Linked DNA regions of Mus musculus: region 2 is linked to region 1. Evidence: chromatin contacts called from public HiChIP or PLAC-seq data. All regions are on one chromosome and are shown on one strand. Each heading gives the region's core, a stretch centred on a gene start, on an enhancer-like site or on the middle of the called end of the contact. The rest is flanking DNA. Distances are from core to core; before and after follow the strand shown.

Region 1 (6,787 bases), core at 3,016-5,515:
AATGACCTCTTAAATTCAAGAATCATCTCTGCCTTGAACTAGTTTGTTATTAAAGAATTATAATTAGTGTATCTCAAAAGAGAATTATAAAACAAACATACCAAATAAAAATACCTCTAAATATATTATTTAGATATAAAAGGTGAAATTCTACTACTAAACATGGTGGTGCAAACCTTTAATCCCAGCACTCAAGAAGCAGAGGCAGGTGGATCTCCGTGAGTTCAAGGCACAATCATGGGATACTGAAACTTGGTCTTTGTGCCTAGCTGAGGACTGAGGGCTGTACAAATCTGTCATGTACTGAGGTTTAGTTTTATGACTTTGTGTCTGCTTGAAATAGAATTCTGTCTTGGTTAGGTGTTTACTGCTGTGAACAGGCTCCATGACCAAGACAACTCTTATAAAGACAACATTTAATTGGGGCTGGCTTACGTTTTCATAGGTTCAGTCCATTATCATCAAGACGGATGTGTGGCAACATCCAGGCAGGCATGGTGCAGGAGGAACTAAGAGTTCTACATCTTTATCTGGAGGGTGGTAGGAGAAGACTGGCTCCCATGTGGCTAGGATAAAGAGCTTAAAGGCCACGCCCACAGTGACCCACTTCCTCTAACAAGGCCACACCTCCAAATAGTGGGCCAAGCGTATTCAAACCACCACCACAGATTACTTCTCTGATTTACTTAACTCCATGAACGCGTAGGCTAGCTGCTGCGTTTTATATGTCAGTTCTGAGTTCTGTGACCCATCTATCAGTTCTAATAGTCTCTTGGTAGAGTCTTTAGTGGACTTTCATCATTTGGAAACAAGAATAATCCCCCTTCTCCCTTCCTACTCATCCCCGCGGTATCCTTTCTCTTGCCTACTTGCTCCAATAAGATTCTCGCCATGTATTGGTGAGAGTGACAGGAGTGGACACCCTTAGCTTGTTCATGATCTTATAAAAAATACTTCCTTTTCCTCGTTTGTAAGACATAAACTATGACCTTGTCACAGAAGCCTTTACTATATTGACGTGTGATCTTTTTACACCAAATTTGTTCAAGACTTTTACAATGAAGGGAAGTTGGATTTAATGAAATGTTCTTTTGACATCTCTGGCGAAGATCATGTGGGTTTTTTTTTTCCCTTGACTGTTTATTCTTATGTATTACATTTATTGATTTGAGTGTCTTGAACCTCTTTGTATTCCTGGAATTAAGCCAATACGATTACGGTGTGTGATCTTTCTATTGTGCAGATGAATTTAATCTGCAAATATTTTCTTGAAGACTTTTGCCCCTTGATCATTAGAGGTTTTCTTTTGGTTGTTGCCCTTGTCCAGGTTTGGTGGGCATCGTGTTGTCTTATTTTCTGTATGTTTTACATTTCCACATTAGGGTTTATGTGTCTGTTGGAATGACTCCATCTTCCCCTGTGTGTAAAGACTTTCTCAATAAGCAGCTTTTTCCTTGTGGTGTGAAGTGTGGTGTCGATTCCTGTGTCATAATGATAAGTATGTTCCCAGCTGAGCCCTGTAGGGGATCCTTCTCTGTAGCCCCTTTAGCTGGATTTGAGGACCATGTACATCAAATCCACGACAAAGACCCACTGTCTGCAGGTCTTAACAATCATTCAAAGTGGTGTGGCATAGACAACAGAGCATAAGGTTTGTGTTCTATGTAGTTGTCAAATAGTGGGAGTGTAGCCTCTATCAGCTGACAGAAGCTTCCTCCGACATCCTGGCAATTAGCTGTGATTTTGAGGCTGGCCATGGTGGTAGACTAAAGCCTTTGTCCTCTAATTAGACTTCAGTCCACATCCAAAAGTTCTATTGGGCAAGTAAACACAGCTCCCTCCTGCAGGACTCATGACCAGGCTTGTCGGCAATGAACACCTTGACAGGCAGTGTGTGCCTGTGCAGGTGACTGACGGGCAGTATCAGGAGACCTGTATTTCTCCTCTCTGCTGCTCCTGTGAGAGTAACCAGACAGGAGTGAGACCTCAAAGCTTTCGTCAATGTGCCTGTCTGGAGACCTGCCCAACAGGGAGTTTTTGTCCCTTATTCTTTGGTTGATTGGTTGGTTGGCTTTAAGACAAGGTCTCACATAGCCCAGGCTGGCCTCAAGCTGGCTTAGGCAGCTGAGGGTGTCCTTGAACTCCCAATCCTACTGCCTCTACCTCCCAAGTGCTGGATCACAGGAGAGCACCACTATACCCTGACCCCTAACCTTTCTCTTTTTTCTCCTTCATTTTTTTAATCTTTTTATTTTTGAGATTATAATACAAGTACATTTCTCCCTTCCCTTCCTTCAAACCCTCCCATGCAACCCCTCCCCACTCTCCTTTAAATCTATGGCCTCTCTTTTATTGTTATTACATCCATATACATATTTATTCTGAACTATGACCTGCTTAGACTGTGCACTGTTATTTGTCTGTTTTCAGGATTGAGTATTTGGCACTGGGCAACCAATCGGCGTGCTCTTCCGCGGGGAAAGTCATGTCTCTCACTCCTAATTTCCTTCAGGTGCCTGTAGCTCTTCATGTACGACTGAGGCCTCTTGGGCTCTCTCCTGTCCCCTTGGGCTTGTCCGTTGGCATAGACCTTGTTCGGCATGCATTTAGACGGTCATGTTGGTGAGACTTTGGGTGTAGCTTCTAATATCACCAGGGGACACAATATCACAGCATATCCCCTGATCCTCTGACTCTGAGTCTTTCTGGGCTTCCCATCCTGATGTTCCGTGAACCTTAGGTGTGGGAGTGTTTTCAAAGATGTGTCCGTTGTGACTGGACTCCACAGTTCTGCATTTCATTTGGTTGTGGTTTTCTGTAGTGTGTATAGCTGGTTGGGGATTTGGGGGAGCGGGGGTGAAGAGCTGGGTATAGCCAGAGTTCCAGTGGATCCCCAGATCTCCCCCAGGGAAGGGATAAGGAGACAAAGGAACCCAAAATTTTGTTCTAGGAAAAGACATGGGTATCAAACAATCTGTTTCCTGCTGTCCTCAGCCCTGGCATGCCTCCAGAGCCACACAGGGCGTTTCATATACCTGGTCTCAGAAGGCTGATTCTCGGTAGCAGCACCCTCCAATTCCTTCCCATGAAGCAGTCTGCACCTCTCAGGTGTTTATGTCCCGGTCACCCCACCTGCCAAGGCAGTACTGCGAAATATCCATGAGTCTAAAACTGAGAAGGTATGGAACATCGTGGCTCAGGAGCAGCACAAATTCAGCCCATAGGACCCACCTCCAGATAGCCCCTGGCTATGGCACCTTAAGGGTTTGTGGAAGATGCAGAGAGACAGACATTCCAGGTCGTTCACCTGTTTAGGATGTGTGTCTGTCTGTAAGGCTCTGGCTTCACCTGAGCAACTTTCTGGAACTCTGTGTCCGCCCCCCCCCCAACCCCACTACTGGAATTTTAGCGCAAAGGTACAAGCTCGGGGGTGGGGGTGGGGTCCTGTGGACTGGGCTCAGCCATCTGTCCATCCCAATATGTCCCAACTAATGAAGGAACAGAACAGGGAAGTTTAACCAATGTGGCCACGTTGAGTAGAACAACTGAGAATGGGGTCCAGTGACACCCCCCTCCCGGCCCCCCAAGCCTATCTTCGGGGAACTGACCTGAACTTTCCGTTTAAATAGTAGACAAACTAGGGCGGGGTGCAAGAGCTGTGCGTGACAAAGCACTGCAGATTGAGGTGTGAGCTGGCTTGCTCTGTACCTCAGTTCTGCCTCTGCAAGGTTGTTGAACGGGTTATCACTGTCCTCTTTGGATGGAGCAAGCTAAAAAACACAAGCTTCTAGGCCCTGCTCCAGGGCACACCTCCCCACCAGCGATATCTGCCCTCTTTTAGAGGGTAGCCTGACATGTGGCTGTTGTTCCTGTAATCCGGGGTGACTTCTGGCTCAGGACTGGAGACCTTAGATGCCTCTGAAACCCTTCCCTGCCCCTCCCCGGGCCCCACCTCTGTGTGTCTAGGTACCTTTGGCCTTGAAGAGAGATAAGATGAGATAGCTCCTACCAGTTGTCTTGTAAACACCACCACCCAGCCAGTAAGTAACCTGTCTTGCACTCAGAGTTAAAAACAGCAATGGTGGGATATAAAATGAAGGCAGAGGTACCGGCCTTTCAACCTGCTGTGACATATATTGCGTGCCCAAATGAGAGAATGTTTTTTAACAGTATAAATTCAGGGCCTAGAGAGATGGCTCAGTGGATAGGAGCACTGTCAGCTCTTACAGAGAAGCCAAGTTTGGTCCCCAACACCAAGGCAACTCACAGCAGTTCTGGGGATCTATTGCCCTCTTCTGGCCTCTATAGGCACTGCATGCATGTGGCATTCCTACATACATGCACACAAAACACTCATACACATATAAAAATTAAAATTGGTATAACTATAAACCAGCTTTGAGGGGAGAAGACCTATTTTGTATATTTATAGTAGAATGCACTAAGAAACCCTAAATTCTGGATTGCAATAGTATTCAGCCATCACTGTGTGTAGAATTTCCCTTGCTAAAGAAAGTGTTACCTTTGTCAGTGATTCTCTGAGGTTGCCAGCAACTAGACCGACTGGCTGGTTGGAGAGTGGGTCTTCTGATGTGGGGCAGTCTAAAAGGATGTACTTCATGAAACACAGATAAATACGAGGAAAGACACAGGGTGAAACCCAGGCGCCCAGTTTCTGACTGTATCTATAACAAACAAAGAATAACAGCCATCTATCAGACTGTGACCATTTGGGCAAATTCCTCCCATAAGCAGCCATTTTGCAGAAGAATAAATATTGATACAGATTGTGTCACACAATGCTACATTGATAAAACTCCCAGTATCAACACTGAGGTCATAGCAAGATTGCTCATAGGTGCTATATATAGTTCAGCCAGCAACCCAGAGAGCATTTCCATGTTTTTTTTTTTTAAGACATTTTCAATGCATTCGAGTGGACGTTTGTGTTTTAGTAAAGTAGGCACTCCTAACTCCCAAAGCACTATTTGTTTTCGTTTCTTAATGGTAAATATTTTGTTTTTCCGTTTCCTCGGAGCTGAGCATGTAATTTGAATGTCGGTCTCTAGGTAGCTCTTCCTTCCAATGGCTGTCCCTGGAAAAATCAACGTGACAGCTCTAAGCAACACACTGTCTTTCCCATTGTGCTGATGGCTCTCGTTATTCTGCTAATTTAGGAAGTGCAGTTTTGTTGAGGGCCAGCCCTGGTAAGGATGGAGATCACGCCTCGCAGAAGTCCTGTTCCCGGCAGGTCTCTGAGGGCTCCACGGTGTGAGTGTTTTGCTTTGTGATTTAATACATGCTCCACTTTGGAGCAGGTTCCATGTGCTACTTAAAAGAATCCCCACTCTGCGGCTGCTGGATAGAGTGTTCTATGCATTTCGGTTGAGTGCTTTGACCTATAGAATAATTTATGCTTCTTTGTTGCTCTTTTGAAAGGGTTTGAATAGTGAATCCATTAGTAAGGATAGGATGTAAATGCCCAAGTATCATTTACGGGAGCTTGTCTGTAGGTCTACCTGTGTTTATACATACATACATACATACATACATACATACATACATACTACATACATATAATCTTAGATCTTAGGCTGGAGTGTTGGCTCAGCCATTGAGAACACATTATCCTTCTTGCAGAGGACTGAAATTCAGTGTACAGCATCCACATTGGGCCACTCACAAGCACCTGTAACTCCAGCTTAGGGGACCCAACGCCCTCTTCTGGCCTCTGGGGACACTGCACACACATACACACATACAGACACACTCATACAGAGACACAGAGACCGACAGACAGACAGACACACACACACACTTTAAAATCAAATCATTTTAACATTGAGTTATCCATAGTCTTGTAATGCTATCCTGTTGGTTTGCTCTCTTGACCACAACTCAGTGACCATCTTTTCCTGTCTCACTGTCTGTCTGAAAGTCTGCTCTGTCAGTTGTGAGCACAACTACTCAACTACAATTGATTTTGATTTTGAATTCTTTTTTTTTTTTGTCCTCTCAGCACAGTGTTGGGTCATAACCCTTTCAGCCAGTCTGTGCATACATATTGTAAATGAGCAACTGGGACCATTTACACTCAAGTTATTGGTGGAAAATAGGGACTTATTCCTGTGATTTTTAAAAAATTACCTCATTTGAGATACTCTTTTATTTTGATTGGTTGTTTGTTTGGTTGGTTGGTTGGTTTGCTCTTTTTTGTTATTTATTTTTCATTAGATATTTTCTTTATATACATTTCAAATGCTATCTCGAAAGTTCCCTATATCCTCCCTCCACCCTGCTCCCCTACCCACCCACTCCCCCTGCTTGGCCCTGGCATTTCCCTGTACTGAGGCATATAAAGTTTGCAATACCAAGGGGCCTCTCTTCCCAATGATGGCCAACTAGGCCATCTTCTGCTACATATGCAGCTAGAGATATGAGCTCTGGGGGTACTGGTTAGTTCATTGTTGTTCCACCTATAGGGTTGCAGACCCCTTTAGCTCCTTGGGTACTTTCCCTAGCATCTCCATTGGGGGCCCTGTGTTCCATCCAATAGGTGACTGTGAGCATCCACTTCTGTATTTGCCATATGAGACAGCTATATCAGGGTCCCTTCAGCAAAAATCTTTCTGGCATATGCAATAGTGGGTTGGTTTACTCTTTATGGCTTGATGGTCTAGTGTATTGTTCGTGTTTGATTATTCTCTGCTCTCACCTGTGTTCTCTACTCCAGTTAGACTAGTGTCTTTACTGTATCTTCATGCTCTTTCTCTTTCATCCATGTCTA
Region 2 (6,466 bases), core at 311-2,810, 1.2 Mb before region 1:
GGGAATGGCTGTCATCTGAGGGAGCCCTGAATGGAGTGAGAAATATCCATCGTCAGCGCGGGATAGCTCAGGCTGCTGGGAGACCTGACACGGTTCCATTTGTGTTTCCATCCTTCCTAATCAAGTTTCTGCCTCTTCCTGTAATGGAAGTCACATTCCGGGGAGAGAAAAGAAAACAAAGCCTCTGCCTCTAAAAACTGTGCTGGGCTGGGCCCTTAATAGTGAGCGTGAGAACAGAAAGCTCAGGCTCCCCAGATCGCTGTGTGAGGACGGGAGAGGAGTGGTGAGCCCTGCTGGCCTCATCTCAGCCATCTTAGTGTGGACTGAGCTTGTGGCTCTGTGGCAGGGTTCTTGTTTGACAGTCCCTTTGGACTCCATGGGAGACGAAGCAAACAGAAGGGACAGCATCAGCACTGTGGGGCAGACAGCTTCCCAGGGGCCTTGCTTTATATTTTGACACTGACTTCTGTAATCCAAGCAGCCTGTGTGTCAGCCTCACTTTCCAAAGATGGAGGCGGAACCTTAACTAGTAGAGCAGGGTTTTCAGGCAAAGCTGTCCATCAGATCTGAGACCTGCTGGACCTCAGGCTGAATGCTTCCCTTTGGCCCTCCCCGGTTCTGGTGTGGGGGCCGACCCTGATCTAAGCTAGAGGGGCAGATCTAACACTAAATCGATGCTGTGATGTAAAAGAGAGCACGGATATGCTCTGCGTGTGAGCAGCACTCTTGCACACGTGGACTGCTCGGAGTGAGGGGCAGGGCCTGTCTGCTTTGCCTTGAAACACAGTGCCTGTGCTTTCCCATCCTACAGAGAACACAGGCTCTACATGGAAAGAGTGGGCTTCCCTCCCAGTTCAGAGGAGGGGAATCAAGCCCTCTGTGCATCATCCATTGGAGGTGGGGTTCAGAGCATCGGGCTCAAGCTTCAGGTTCAAGTTCTTATTCATACCTCGATTATCCACTTTCGGAGAAACCGTCACTAAATCTCTCTAAGCCTCAGCTCTCTCTGATGTGAGGAGGGCCTGGTACCCACAGGAGACTTGCTAGGGGGACTAGGGTGAGCAGTGCAAGGGGAGAGCTGCCATTGAGGACACCCTGTCACCTGCCATTCAGCACAGGTTCTGCACCTCCCTGGATGCTGGCAATACTGTTCGCAGTATTATCTGCAGATGCACACACCCTCACTCCGCCGGGGGGGGGGGGGGGGGGGAGCCAGACAGCCACAGAGTGCCTGCTGTCTCTCTCTCTCTCTTCCTCCTGATCCTCTCCCTCCTCACCCCCTCCCTATTTCTTCCCCACCCCATGACAGGGGCTCAGATGATCTCTAGTTCTCATTCTCCTGTCTCAGCATCCCCCAAGCACTTGGATTTCATGCATATACTAGCACACCAGCGTCTTTCTTCAGTTTCACTGAAGTGGTTTCTGTGGTTTGGGGATGAAGACAATTATACCATGGAAACTGCAAATAAAACCACATCCCCACCTCTGAGATACGCTTGCCTGTGAGTCATGTGTAACAATTGTTCCCCTCAGATCCCTGGGCACGTGCCTGGGCATGCCTCCTTGATATACACAGCTCAGGCTACCTAAAGTAAGGGAACAGTCAGCCCCCACGCCCAACTCCCTGAATCTAAGACTGCAGGAGGCTTCGTGACCACACACACACACACACACACACACACACACACACACACACACACACACACTTGCAGCTCAACCCTCCCCCTTAGAGATAGCAGCGTGGAGTCGCTAGTTCTACGCTCACGAAGGTGGCTGTGGCTAAGGAGACCTTGATCCTGTTCCTTTGCGCCACCCGGATTTATGTTTCTTCTTTGGACTCAGCTCTGGGGAAATTACTTTTCTCCAAGTGTGATGTCTCTTTTATGTGGGAGATGGGCGGGGACTGGGGGAAGCAGCATCCGTTACCTATCATCCTGTGATAACATCTAGAAGTGAGAAAACACACACTGGCATCATTCAGAGAACCCTTCCAAAGGTGGCAACTCCTCAGCTCAGGGCTGACATCCCTTGTCCCTTTATTTGCCCGGCCCCAATCCTCTATAGAGACGATTTCACCATGGCTCCTAACACGTAGCAGACATGGCTGGATGGACTGTCAGTGTTGAAGAATACCACTGTGCATGTGAGGCAGCCACTCTGCATTTGTGAATGCTAATCCCCAAGATCAGACTCTGAGGAGACTCTCTGGGAGGGCAGAAGGCAGAGAAGTTTCTAGAAAGAGTGCCCAGCAGCAGGATACAGGTCATGCCTGGCGACCCATGAACTTTCCTTTGGGTCCATCCTCATGTCTCCTCACTGTCCTCACACTGTCCTCACACTGTCCTCACACTGTCCCCTCACTGTCCTCACACTGTCCCCTTTCACCCCACCCCTCATCATGTTCCCCTCAACTCCCACCATCAGATAAACCTAAGACATGAGCAGTGGCATTCTTACGTTGATTTTGCCCACTGGGGAAATTGAGGCACAGAGGTTAAGGATTTGGTCCAAGCTCTTATAAATTTGCATCATCAGCAGCTGACAGAGAAAATAACAAACTTCTTGAAGTTGATGTGCACAGCAGCAGCTCTGGTTACCTACACATGATCAGCACAAGAAACAGTTAACACTGCAGCAGGCATGGGTGGGGGGAGGGGTTGGAGTTCCACTCTTGGCTGTGGATCTATTGGCAGCTTATAGCACCTGAGGGAGGGAATCGCCTTCTTTTCTGGATATGACCACTGGTAGGTTCCTCATGGCCCAGTATGAGCCACACATTTAATCTTTAAAATTTATGTGTATTTGTGGATGCAGTTGTGCATGTGTGTGTAATACCTACAGAGGTTAGAAGAGGGTGTCAGATCCCCTAGAGCTGGAGTCACAGGCAGTCGTGAGCCACCCAGTGTGGGTACTGAGAGTACCTACATTGCTGCAAGAACAATAAGTGTCTCTCAACTGCTGAGCCGCCTCTCCAGATCCTGACTCAGGGGGTTCTTAACAATAGAAAGAAATAAATAAAAAGAGTACCTAGCATGACTTTGGTAGGGAACTGGGATGGGGACACTTACTGGGTATTGTCAGGAGGTGACATATATGGTCAATGTGCATTATATAAATGCATGAAATGCAAAGAATAAAAAATGTTATTAAAAAGCCAACTCACGTGATAGATTATGTTGCTTACACAGGGGGCTGAGCCCTGACAAGCAGTCACATCTTATGACCCTTCCTTAAGCGGTATGAGGTAGAATCTTGTTTCTATCTTCCAAGTCCAAACCCAAGGCTTAGGCAGGCTAAGAGACTCCCCAGCGGACACTTAGATATGCGTGTCCTTTGAACTTTTGTCCTAAGTCACTACATTAAATAGTCAGATCGACGGTCTACAAGAATTTAACCAAATAAGCATATCTCTAGCCCAAAGCCTGCCCTCTAGGTGACCAAAACGAGCAAGCCGAGAAATGGTCAAGCCGCTTGTTCTGGCCAACTTAGTAAATTACACAGGAACAAAGGGGGATTCAATCAATTGCTTAGCAATTAGCCATTATGAAAAGATACAGAGAAAAATCCAATGGGCTGTTTGGTGGAGCAGGAAGCATTTTAAATGTCACCACAGTGAGAGAAATATTTGAAGATCTGTCTTCATAATGGTTAACTAATTGCAATCTTCAAATTTTATTGCCTTGGAAAAATAACTCAATTCCAGAGATAGAACATTAACACTTGGGGACATTTCTCTCTTTTCTTTGTTAGCATGGAAGAGAAGTACATAAGTGGATGAATCTCAGTAATTTAAAGGGACTGCTTCCCAACTAATGATCAGGAACCCCATGGGCAGCATTGACTGTCAGTGACCATGTTACTACCCAGCAACCTGCGGCAACTTGTGGTAGGTGTTTCTGTCATAGGGAATCGCAATGGCAAAGAGACATTGGGATCTCTCTCTCCAAATGCCAAGTTCTGTTTAATGAAATTCCAGTGCTGCATAGACAGCTACACCCTGGCAGAACCATGGAGACTGGTAACTACACATTTACATAGTAAGCCCCGCCCCCTTCTTGTACTAGTCCTGCCTGTTGAGTGAGGATAGCAAGAGACAAGTCCAACTGTTCTCATTTTTCACCCACAGGGGAATGAACTTCAGGACAAATGGAACCTAGTGGCTTCAGGAATGGGTGTTTGTCAAACCGTCTCCCCGGGGCAAAGTCTGACGTAGCTGGTGATGAAGAGGTTCTTGCCTGGATAGTCAAGGGCTAGGAGGATGCTGTTTGTGACCACACAGGGAAAAAAATCCCATTGATGGTGGAATGGAATTCAGCCAAAGAAGACTACAAACAGCCTCAGGCTGGATCTAGCTGCTTTGAAGCCACCTGCAGCCTTGGATGTCCTGAGAGTAGGATACAGTGCATGCCTGGCCCTGACTTCAGCTGTCTGAGTGGGTTTCTGTCACTCACGAGTTCCATGAGAATCACTTCTCAGCTACTCAGTTATTTTACCCCAGTTTCTTAATATCGGGGCAACCACAAGAAGGCCACTGGGGATAGAAGTTTGGAAGGAGACTAACTCACAGTTAAAACTTGGATGTAAAACCCCAAAAGCACGGAGAAGGGATTGGGAAAGGAACTCTGATATTCTGATCAAAGGGGCAATTGCTGGCCAGAGACTGAGGACCTGGGTCACAGCTAAGTGCTTGGCATATTTAGAGGTCACAGTTAGGAATCCACTGTGTCCTAAAGGCACATGCAAATTCAAAAGAAAAAAGAAAAGAAAAGAAGAGAAGAGAAGAGAAGAGACGAGACGAGACGAGACGAGACGAGACGAGACGAGACGAGACGAGAAGAGAAGAGAAGAGAAGAGAAGAGAAGAGAAGAGAAGAGAAGAGAAGAGGGAGTGCTCTGACTTATATTCGTATGCCACAAAGCAAAGAAGTCTGTAAATGTGTTTTGTTGAAATTGGGATGCTTTCAGAGTATGTTAGACACAGCTCATTTCTCAAGAACTGTGAACTCACCGTGCCCACATGACTAACCTAGGATGGATAAATGCCAATGAACCCTGTCCATGTCTAAAATCTGTCCAATGCCAGAAGTACAGCTTTGCATTTGGCTTCAGTTTGATTTCACCTCCTTCTGGCCCAAGGTCTTGGTCAGCAAAGTAAAAAAAAAACCTAGGCACAAGAAACAAGAGAACGAAGAGAAGGCAGAGTGGAGTGGCAAGCGGCTGAAAGAGGCACAATAAAGCGTAATAATTGATGATAAAACTTTACGGGAGGTCATTAATCCTAACCACTTCAATTTCCAAAAGGAAAGATTCATTGTCTTTTTAAATAGACAAAATTTGAGTTTATGGGGAAATTTAATAATATTCATGCTTATGTAATAAGAGACTCTAAGAGACTTAAATTTCCAGTGGCTTTGGAGTAGAGGCAGGATGCTAAAGAAGGAGGCAGGTTGAGAGGAGCCAGGCTGAAGGCCAAAGCCTGGCATGGGTGTTAAGCAGTGTTCTGAGCTTTAGGGTTTCACCTGGAGAGAGGCAAGTGATGGAGAGACTGGAATTCAGCAAGTGAAGCCTGTTCAAACCCAAACTACCAGATCCAGGGAGGTTCTGTCTCCCTTCTGATCCTTCTATCCACACTGGCTCTGAGCCGAGCTCTGTTACTTCCCGAGTGACTGTGGTGTCCCCCCCCACCCCCCCAACCCCCATTCTCTGTGCATCAGAGGGGACCAATGATGACAGGAGCCATAACATGCCTGTCATCCCTAACTGCATGCACATCTGGGGCTTTGTTTCTTAGTTGAAAGGTCAAAGTCATGGCCACCTTCAAGGCTCTTCATGACCTGCCATGCCTCTCTGTCTCCTATCTCTCTCTTGCCTGGTCTGATCCAGCCACACCGATCTCCTTGCAGTTTCCAGAACACTCTAGACAGGCACCTTCCTCTCCCCTGCCAGGCTGACTCCTTGGATAGAGGCACTCTGTGCCTCCCTTGCCAATTCTTGGTAAGGATCTCTCTTTCCTCATTTAGCCCCAGCTCCACCCCCACCCCTGCAGTCCATCCAGACCCCCTCCCTACCCAATGTCTCACCTTCATCCCAAACTCCAGCCTGCCATCCTCACCATCCTCTGTTACATTAACCATCACAGCAACTAGCATCACCTAGATTTTATCAGCGATTGACGTAGGGTGCTCTCTTGTAGGCAGGAAGCAGTGTGTTCTGCAATTGACCGTGTGCACTGAATCTGCAGCAGCAGTTCTCCTCGTGTGTGGGAAGAATGGTCACCTTGCTTCCTACATCACTTCATCTTGAGCCACACATCGGGAACAGATTTACCTGGGCTCTTCAAAGAGCAACCTGTAGAGATTTCCTGGCCAGTGTACGTCCGCTAAGCCCTCGGCTTCAAGATGAACTGGGTCCAGGTTCTTAAGCAAGGTCTGCCAGCCTGGCCAGGCATAGCCACCTTTGCCTCAAGT

Evidence for each region. HiChIP or PLAC-seq counts read pairs in DNA pulled down with a chosen protein or histone mark.
Region 2: an H3K27ac HiChIP or PLAC-seq map of extraembryonic endoderm stem cells shows a contact between it and region 1, with 11 times the contacts expected there. The contact joins two enhancer-like sites. A contact is called at or near these places in 1 of 115 datasets of contacts at active chromatin or transcription factors (extraembryonic endoderm stem cells) and 1 of 9 other capture datasets (embryonic stem cells).

The regions. Positions count from the first base shown.
Region 1 is chr8:117,643,704-117,650,490 of GRCm38.p6, reverse strand. No RefSeq gene overlaps it. Among named protein-coding and RNA genes, the nearest start is that of Sdr42e1, 27 kb to the left of the region's middle. Within about 2 kb of position 4,265, at least 27 of the 459 cell types and tissues checked have an H3K27ac peak or open chromatin away from gene starts, as enhancers often do. A contact at or near this core is called in extraembryonic endoderm stem cells, where this site is marked.
Region 2 is chr8:118,825,530-118,831,995 of GRCm38.p6, reverse strand. All of the region lies in intron 4 of Cdh13 (cadherin 13), which reads right to left. Among named protein-coding and RNA genes, the nearest start is that of Gm31893, 230 kb to the left of the region's middle. Within about 2 kb of position 1,560, at least 34 of the 459 cell types and tissues checked have an H3K27ac peak or open chromatin away from gene starts, as enhancers often do. A contact at or near this core is called in extraembryonic endoderm stem cells, where this site is marked.